3 separate regions of the Mus musculus genome follow, and all the other regions are linked to region 3. A link is a contact called in public HiChIP or PLAC-seq data. All regions are on one chromosome and are shown on one strand. Each heading gives the region's core, a stretch centred on a gene start, on an enhancer-like site or on the middle of the called end of the contact. The rest is flanking DNA. Distances are from core to core; before and after follow the strand shown.

Region 1 (2,700 bases), core at 188-2,687, 80 kb after region 3:
TTACTTCTTCATGCAGACATCATGCCACCGCATTATGCATTTGCTTTTCTCTAGGGCAGCGGTTCTCAACCTTCCTAGTGCCACTTCAACCCCATAGTACACACGTTGTGGTGACCTCCGACCATAAAATTATTTTCATTGCGTCTTCATAATTATAATTTTGCCATTACGAGTGGTAGTGTATATATTGTAAAGGGGATATTCAAGTCTCAGAGGGGTTGCACCTCACAGGCTGAGCACCACTGTTCTACAATGTGACCAAGGATGACATTCTACTCATCTTGTTAACCTCAGTGCTTAGCACATTTCTGATACCTGGAAAACATTAAGTGAGGTTTCTGAGCTATCTGGGTGAATGTCTGCAGTTGTTTTAAAGGTTAATTGAAGATTCCATTCACCATTGTCCCTAAAGAGACCAGAGCAGTGTCTGACAGATAACTGGTATCAACGTTTTATAAAAATAAGTTCTTAGCCGAGCACGATGACCCACACCTTTAATATCAGCACATGGAAGACAGAAGCAGATGGATCTCTGAAAGTCTTAAGTCAACCTGATCTACCTAGTGAGTTCAAGACTAGCCAGAGATATGTAGGGAGACCCTATCTCAAAAAAAAAAAAAAAAGTCAAACTAAGGCAACAACAAGAAAAGTTCTTTCTCCCAAGACACTATTTATCTTCCTCCTTTGGTATCCAGGATCAAGGGAACTCTGTCAATTCTGTGCTCAATTCAGTCTCATTTATGATTATTATTATTATTCTTAACTATGTGTAGTTGTGTGTTGCTACAGAGTTATAGATGTGTGTGCACATGAGTTACAGATGATACGAGGCGCCTGATTTGAGTTCTGGGAACCAAACTAGGGTCTTCTGGAAGAGCAGCAAGAACTACTGTGTCTTCTCTTTAGTCCCAATTCTATCATCTTTCTTTAACCTTAGTAAGCCAATGTCCTGCCTGCCAGCACAGGTCACAACATGCCACGGGGCCCCCAATTTTTGCCTGCTATTCGTTCTAGCAGTATACTTAGAGAATGAAATGAGAGAGAGAGAGAGAGAGAAGAAAAATAGGCATAGGTCTTTGGCATGCCCGTGTCGGAGCCTGCTTCTCCAGTTTCCCTGGCTGACAAGGCCTGCAAGCAGAATTAGGATCGGGCCCCTGACAGTGCCCAGGCTCCACCCTCTCCGTGTGCAAATGAGTAGGAGCCCCCGATGCCATAAAGTCCAAGGTCACACAGCAAACCCGAGTCAGGGGCGGGCCTACAGTCAGAACTCCAGCTCCAGGCCGGGAGCCCCGCGCCCTCCTCCCCCGGGCACGACGGAACCAGAGAGGCCTCACCGCTGGCGGATGCCGCCCACGCTCCCTCCGCCGGGCCCGAGGCGCTGCACCGCGGCGCGCACAGAACCGCAGCTGTTGTCTGGTGTCACGGGCGACCCACGCCGGCCACTTCCGGTACCGGGCGCACTGCGGCCAATCCGCGCGAGCCGCACTCGCGGGAGGAACAGGTGGCCAGCGAGCCCACGCCCCCATGCCCGTCTCAGCTTTCCCGTCTGCCGTTCTCGCCCACATTCACCCCATCTTCGCCCGGTCGGACAGGGCCGGTCGGCTAGCTGGAATGTCCCATGCACCTCGCGAAACCCACTGTGTCCCTTGACCACTGACGCGCAGGGTCCTCCCGGTTTCCTAGACGGGCCCCGGGGATGCACTTCCGCCCCGCAGCAGCCGCTCTGCGCGCCCCTGACGTTTCCGTGGGCTGGAAAACTCGAAACTCCGCCACGCTTCCCGCGGGGACGTGTCGAGCAGCCGCGTTTGTGCCTCACCTCCCGCTTTCCAAGAGTCTGTCAACTCCGGTTCCTAGATTTAGGGTGCGCCTGTCATCTTCTAGGAGCGAGGGGGGAGGGGAGGCCTGCTTTGAGGTCAGGAAGGCTTCAGGGAGTGATGCTTTGACAAAAAACTCAAGGTTGAGTGTGATTTCCGTTTTCCGCAGGCAATGGGAACTGCACTATTTGCTGGCCTTTCTCTCTTCTTGAATAAATTTGGTCTTTTAGCACAGCACGTATGTGACTATGAATGTGGTGATCCTCCTGCCTCAGCCTTCCAACTGCTGAAGTGAGCAACCAAGCCCAGTGAAGTAGATCTCTGTGTGGGGGAGGGAGAGGTTGAGGCAGTTAGGACTGGCCTTGAATTAATTATGCTCAGTGGTGGCCCTGGCTTGACTAATCACATTATCCCCTTCCTTCTGACTGGTCCAGAGGTGAACATTAGATACAAATAAGACTGAACAGTCCTTCCTTCCAGTTGCTATCTGGGAAGGTGGTGCAGTTTGAAGCAACATTTGTAAGGAATCAGGTCTTTTCTGAAGCCATGGTCTTTGTAATAGACCTAAACAAGGAGATCTGAACCGAGAAAAGGCAAAGGAGGCTGGGGGTGTGGCTTAGAGGTCGAGCACTTGCCTGGAATGTGCTAGGTAGGCCCTAAATTCAACCCCTAGTACTGTTAAACAAAATAAATAAATGAAATAAAAACAAGACATTTGAAGAAAAGGCAGGGGGGGTAACTAGTTTTGAGTAACTAGTTCTGAGGTAAGGGCTGGGGAGATGACTCATGGAGTTAAAGCACTTGCCATGCAGTGGAAGGACCTGAGTTCGAATCCCCAGAGCCCATGAGCAACTGTAATCCCGATGCTCCAAAATATAACAGTGCA
Region 2 (2,700 bases), core at 41-2,540, 73 kb before region 3:
AATCAGCTGCCACTGTTGCCGCTGTGTGTGCTAGATTATTCCATAACCAGATAGATACACTTCATATAGCAGACGGAAAAAAAAATGCAACTCTGTGGCTCTAATGAAACTCACCTGGTCTCTTGTTTCAGCTTCCTGAATCTGAATTCCTTGTAACTGTTTTTCATAATTGGAACACATATCACAACGTCTACCAAGCTTATTTCCAGCATTATGTACCTGAAGGGCACCAAAATTACCACTTATCAGCCAAAACAAAATAATTCTGTCTCATACTCAAGGAACAAACACACGTTCTTACCAATGTTACTCAATGCATAGCACAGAGTAAATGCTTCAGAGATTTACAGGAAAAAGTTAAAATATAGTGTCAGATTCTAGAAGTTGTAATTTCTAGTACAAGTATGATAGAAAAACAATGGACACAACTTAGCACCAAGGGCCACAAAACACCACATTTGAAGAACACACAGAGCAAGCAAGAGGTGCTACACCATACACTCAACACTACCTAACAAAAGGAGGAAGGAAAGACAGGCAGCAGCGAGTCCCCCATCATGAGCTCCGGAAGCAGCATGGTCTTGACATGTCCGGCATGGCTCAAGGACAATGTACTTAGGTTTAGCAGGCTGCTCCATTTACTGCGTGCTTCTCCAAAGAGAAGGAGCCCTGAGAAGGGAAAGCACTACGGCCAGAACTCCTAGAGTCTAACACAGGCTCTGCTCGATCTTTCTGAGCCAGTTTCTTCATCTGTAACTGGGCACAGTTGTGACCTGACTGCCTCATTTATGATCAGAAAGCTCAAAGAGATGAGGTATGTGAAAGGGCTTGAGATCTGTAAAGCAGTGTGCAAATACAACTTACATTCCTTTTTGGTTTTATTTTTCCAGACAGGGTTTCTCTGTATAACAGCCCTGGCTGTCCTAGACTCATTTTGTAGACCAGGCTGGCTTCAAACTCATAAAGACCCGCCTGCCTCTGCCTCCTGAGTGCTGGGATTAAAGCTGTGTGTCACCACACCCAACACAACTTAGATTCTTAATACTTAATCTTTACATTTAAAAATATTTTGAGAAAAATTACTTTTCATCAAGGGTGCCTTTTTTCCCTCTCCCATGTTTCCCAATCCTCCTTAAACCCACGCTCTATATCAGGTGCTTGACCACTTCTACATTTTAAAAGGAAAGAAAAAAATAAGTGAGTGAGTCATAGCATTCACTCAGCTCGAATAAACTGAAAACTCAAATTCAGGCTGTTCTAACTGTGATGCTTGTTAACACCACTGGCTAGCCAGCTTCCTGTGACAGGCAGACTTGACAGTGGGTGGGTATGTGCCAACACATTCTTGCTGGCAGCACAGGCCTGTGCTGACTCCAGGAACTATCTCCTGAATCAACAATGAATATCAGTTACCTATTCCCTCCAGAGAGAGAAGAGAGCAAGCTGTGGTGGTGCACTCAGGGTTGGCAAGGTGCAGGCAGGAGGATAAAGATACATCCTCTGAGTTTCAAGGTCATCTTCACTATATAGTAAGTTGAAGGCTAGCTTGGGCTATATGAAACTGTGTCTCAAAACAAAAAGAGAACAAAAGAAACAAGGTCAGAATATCTCACCTCTTTCTGCAGGAGATTCCATTCCGTCTCACTCACTAAGCGGTAACCACTGGGAGATACATATGCACTCTCCATACCCTGGGTGACACTGGAGAGGAGGGATGCTGTCTCCTCCTGCTCAGGTGTCATTGCCTTAATTGCTCTTTCTTGATCTTTGGTTAACATAAATCCACTTGGCATCTGCAGTGACCCAAGGGACACAGTATCAAAGTTCTCAGACACAGAATCTGCTCCAACCAGTGGTCCAAAATCCGACTCATCCAAATTTCCAGCAGATTTCGCTTTGTAGTTATAGCCTAAAGCTTTGGATTGCAATGAGCTTGAGGTTCCCAAGCTGTCTGTAGACTGAGCTCTCCTGAGTCCATCTTTAAACATGTCATTGTCCGATTTACTAAATGGATCTCCAGATGGTAACATCAAGTCTGCATCCAAGGAATGGACTGACCCATGGGTGCTGTCTAAATGCTCCTGAAATGTGAAAATACATTATTTTCAAGTTAGATAATTCTCTGAACCACCATGTAATACATACATACATACATACATGCATACACACATATACACATACACACGCACACACACACACATATATATATAACACCACATATTAAACATACTCAATTTTCTGCCTTCATATAATCACTTAGCCATTTATCAAGTAAATCTCTTCTGTTTGTTAGGTAATATTCAGGCACAGGTTAGACATGTGAACAAAATACAACCTTTTGTTGTTGTTGTTGTTGTTTTCAAGACAGGGTCTCTCTTTGTAGCCCTGGATGACAGGGTCTCTCTTTGTAGCCCTGGATGTCCTGAAACTCACTCTATAGACCAGGATGGCCTCAAACTCAGAAATCTACCTGCCTCTGCCTCTGCCTCCCAAGTGCTGAGATTAAAGGCGTGCACCGCCACCGCCCGGACAAAATACAACTTCTAATTTTAAGATGTGTACAGTTTCTTGAGTGTTTAAGCAAGTAAACAGGCTCTTATAATACTGTACAGGCCCATACAAGATAGAGGTCAACTCATGTTCTGGGACTCGAGGAGAAACAGCTGGTTGAGAAATGAGTTGTCAAACATCACATGCAAC
Region 3 (2,700 bases), core at 201-2,700:
AACATTGTTTCCAGTTCCCCTACCGCAAGAACAAACAGAGGTTTTCACAAAAGATCATTTCAAGAGACTACTCTTGGAAAAGGCCAAGAACCTCCTGAGCCAACCACCACATCCCAACATTCTACTTACAGGTAAAGATGCTAAGCACAAAAGCCAATTAGAAAAGTACACCTGAAAGAACTTTCCCAACTAGATACAGTAAGATCTTGCCAAGGACGGAGCACATTCTTTCCAAACATAACTCCCGGTTGACGACAACAACACCTGAAACAATGTGGTCAAAACTCTGGGGCAGAGCTCAGTCGGTTTAAAGGTCATAAAGGGTTCTAATAACCATCATGGCTTATTTAGAACAAGGCCCTTTTTTTCTTCCAATATGAGCATTATTAAGACAGTCTGTCCTGCACGTCTAAGTCTTGGCTACTCAGGAAACTGAGGCAGGATAGCTCAGGAGTTTCAGGTCATCATGGTCCACAAAGTGAGACCCCATCGCTTGAACGGTAGAGACGGAATGGAGAAGACGATTGACTCCTCGATTTCGGCCCACTCGAGCACCTTTTCATCCCTAACACTCTCGAAATAATACTAAACTATCCTTTTACAGATGAACGTTGCCATCTTTATCGCCTGGCCCAAGACTTGCCCATCTTTCTCGATAAAGAGACATGAATCAAGCGCTCTTCGTTCGTCAGAAACTGAGGCCCTAAGAGACTAAGATATGAGCCCGGCCTTACCATGAAGCAACACAACCACTCAAAAGAATGCTACCCAATGCTTAGGATCACAGTTACTTTTACAAGTCCGGTGCAAAGAGCGCTGGAGCGTGGCCTGAGGAGGCGGGAGCGGAGGTGGGGCGAGAGGGCACACGGCCACTACCAAGGCGAGGGCTCGCGTTTTCTTTAAGGAATATAGCACATGCTCTCCATTTCCATCCTCCCCACCCGAGGAACCCACGTGCTGATCCCACCGCACCTTCCTCTCCGCCGGCTCCCTCCCTGCAGCCTCCCCACGCCCTTCCCCGCGGCCGCCCGCGCGCGCCTCCCTCTCCCTCCCCAGCCCGGCTGCCCCAGCACGCGTCGCCCGCGCGCCCCCGCCTCCAGTCCGTGGGTCACCCCCGGGCCCGCGCGCGTGCCCTTCCTGCCCCCAAGGGCCCCCACGACGCTGCGCCGGGCAGGCCGCGCCCGCCATGGTGGGCGCCTCACCGTCAGGCTGGGGAGCCGGGCCCGGCTGCGCCATGGCCAGTGGGCGGCCTCGGAGAACGGGGATGGGCGGGGAAGCGGCGTCCCGGGATGCCGCGGGCTCAGCTGGCGGAGGAGGCGTCGACCGAGCCGCGGCCACCGCCGCCCAGGGAGGAACCGCTAAGGCTGGAGCCGCCGGCGCCGCCACAGCCTCGGGCAGAGACGGACCGGAGCGCCGACCTCCGCCTCCTCATCCTGACAGCGGGAAATAAGCAGTGCGCAGGCGCGGGGGGATGGGACGGCACGTGACGCTGGCCTAAGGGAGGGGCGGGGCCTCAGGAGGGAGGGAGACCAGGGAGGAGGGGTCCGGGGCCTGGGAGCCAGAGGGAGGCTGATGAGAGAGCTATGGGTGTTGGAGACTGGCGGCTGCAAAGACGAAGACTGTGCAAGCTCTTGGCTCCCAGGACACAGACAAAAATATCAAGCTGAGTGAGGAGACCCTGGGTGCACGCGAACCCAGCCGCTACTTTGCCTAGTTGTGTGTCCTTGAGAAAGTCCCTTAACCTCATAACCTTGAAAAGTAGAGCGGCTAAGAAAAGTTTAAATGAGGATATAAAGTAGGAAGAATTGTTATGGCCAGAACTTGGTCTGGTCCCCAGATGTGCAAGCCAATGCACTTTTTCCATTAAGCGACTATGTTTGACTTTAACGTGATCAGCCCAGAGAAGCTGTTGGAGATACAGCCAGACGCAGTGCTTGCATTCTTGACAGGAGAAAGTGCCACCCTTCTGCCTGGGCAAGAGAGCCATACGGAGACTCCAGACTTTCCTTTCCAGCCTCATTCAGACCTTGCTGCCTTCCTAGGGCAAGGGGTCTACACAGTCTGGCACTTCAGGACCAAGTCCACCTGCCTTCCTATGAGCCCAGAATTCCCTCCCTGGGTAGCTGAAGCTGTAGTCTCTCATTTTTCTATAAGACAGGGTGTAAACGTTTCTCAACGTGCCAGAGGGCAGCTGCATTTGGAGGAGGTGGCACAGCACTTACACATTTGAGCTGCTCTGTGTGTTCACAGATCCTTCGTGGTGCAAGACAGGTGAGGAAAGAAGGAAGACAAGCAACAGACCAGGAGCCCAGCCAGGGCTTACGCTCCTCTCACCAGCTTATTCAAGTGCACATACCCCCAAAGGCCAGGGATCTATGCTAGTCTTTTTTTCTCCCTCCTGCAGTCCTGGGGATTTAACCTTAAGCATAGTAGGCAAGCACTCCACTACTCAGCTATAGCAATAGTTCTTGTTCTGTTTTTTTAATTTTGAAACACCCTCTCCCTAAATGGCCCAGGTTAGCCTTGAGTCTGCAATCCTGCTTCATCCTCCTGAGAAGCTGAGATTTCAGGGTTGGACCACTACTAGGTCCTACTTTTTCTTTTTCTTTCTTTCTTTCTTTCTTTCTTTCTTTCTTTTTCTTCTTCATTTATTCTGATTCTAAAAGTTCTAAGCTCAAGTCTGCTCCAGAGTCACTGCAG

The links. HiChIP or PLAC-seq counts read pairs in DNA pulled down with a chosen protein or histone mark.
Region 1: an H3K4me3 HiChIP or PLAC-seq map of bone marrow-derived macrophages shows a contact between it and region 3, with 2.9 times the contacts expected there. The contact joins the promoter of Zfp3 here to the promoter of Rabep1 in region 3. A contact is called at or near these places in 8 of 39 promoter capture datasets (3T3-L1-derived adipocytes, cranial neural crest, embryonic stem cells and 5 more), 3 of 15 datasets of contacts at CTCF or cohesin (CD8 T cells, the NIH/3T3 cell line and large pre-B cells), 4 of 484 Hi-C or Micro-C datasets (Th1 cells, bone marrow-derived macrophages, cerebral cortex and 1 more), 4 of 115 datasets of contacts at active chromatin or transcription factors (the SCID.adh cell line, bone marrow-derived macrophages, embryonic stem cells and 1 more) and 4 of 9 other capture datasets (adipose tissue, liver, macrophages and 1 more).
Region 2: a contact with region 3 is called in an H3K27ac HiChIP or PLAC-seq map of bone marrow-derived dendritic cells, with 2.9 times the contacts expected there. The contact joins the enhancer-like site here to the promoter of Rabep1 in region 3. A contact is called at or near these places in 4 of 484 Hi-C or Micro-C datasets (bone marrow-derived macrophages, nephron progenitors and peritoneal macrophages), 4 of 115 datasets of contacts at active chromatin or transcription factors (the SCID.adh cell line, bone marrow-derived dendritic cells, bone marrow-derived macrophages and 1 more) and 2 of 9 other capture datasets (adipose tissue and pancreatic islet).

What each region holds. Positions count from the first base shown.
Region 1 is chr11:70,763,184-70,765,883 of GRCm38.p6, reverse strand. Zfp3 (zinc finger protein 3) reads right to left here and starts at 1,437. Exons shown (of 2, transcript NM_177565.3): 1 at 1,335-1,437.
Region 2 is chr11:70,916,696-70,919,395 of GRCm38.p6, reverse strand. Rabep1 (rabaptin, RAB GTPase binding effector protein 1) reads right to left here. Exons shown (of 18, transcript NM_019400.3): 9 at 1,614-2,081; 10 at 115-219. Among named protein-coding and RNA genes, the nearest start is that of Nup88, 52 kb to the left of the region's middle. Within about 2 kb of position 1,290, at least 33 of the 459 cell types and tissues checked have an H3K27ac peak or open chromatin away from gene starts, as enhancers often do. A contact at or near this core is called in bone marrow-derived dendritic cells and bone marrow-derived macrophages, where this site is marked.
Region 3 is chr11:70,843,511-70,846,210 of GRCm38.p6, reverse strand. Rabep1 (rabaptin, RAB GTPase binding effector protein 1) reads right to left here and starts at 1,450. Exons shown (of 18, transcript NM_019400.3): 1 at 1,203-1,450. The coding sequence starts at 1,236.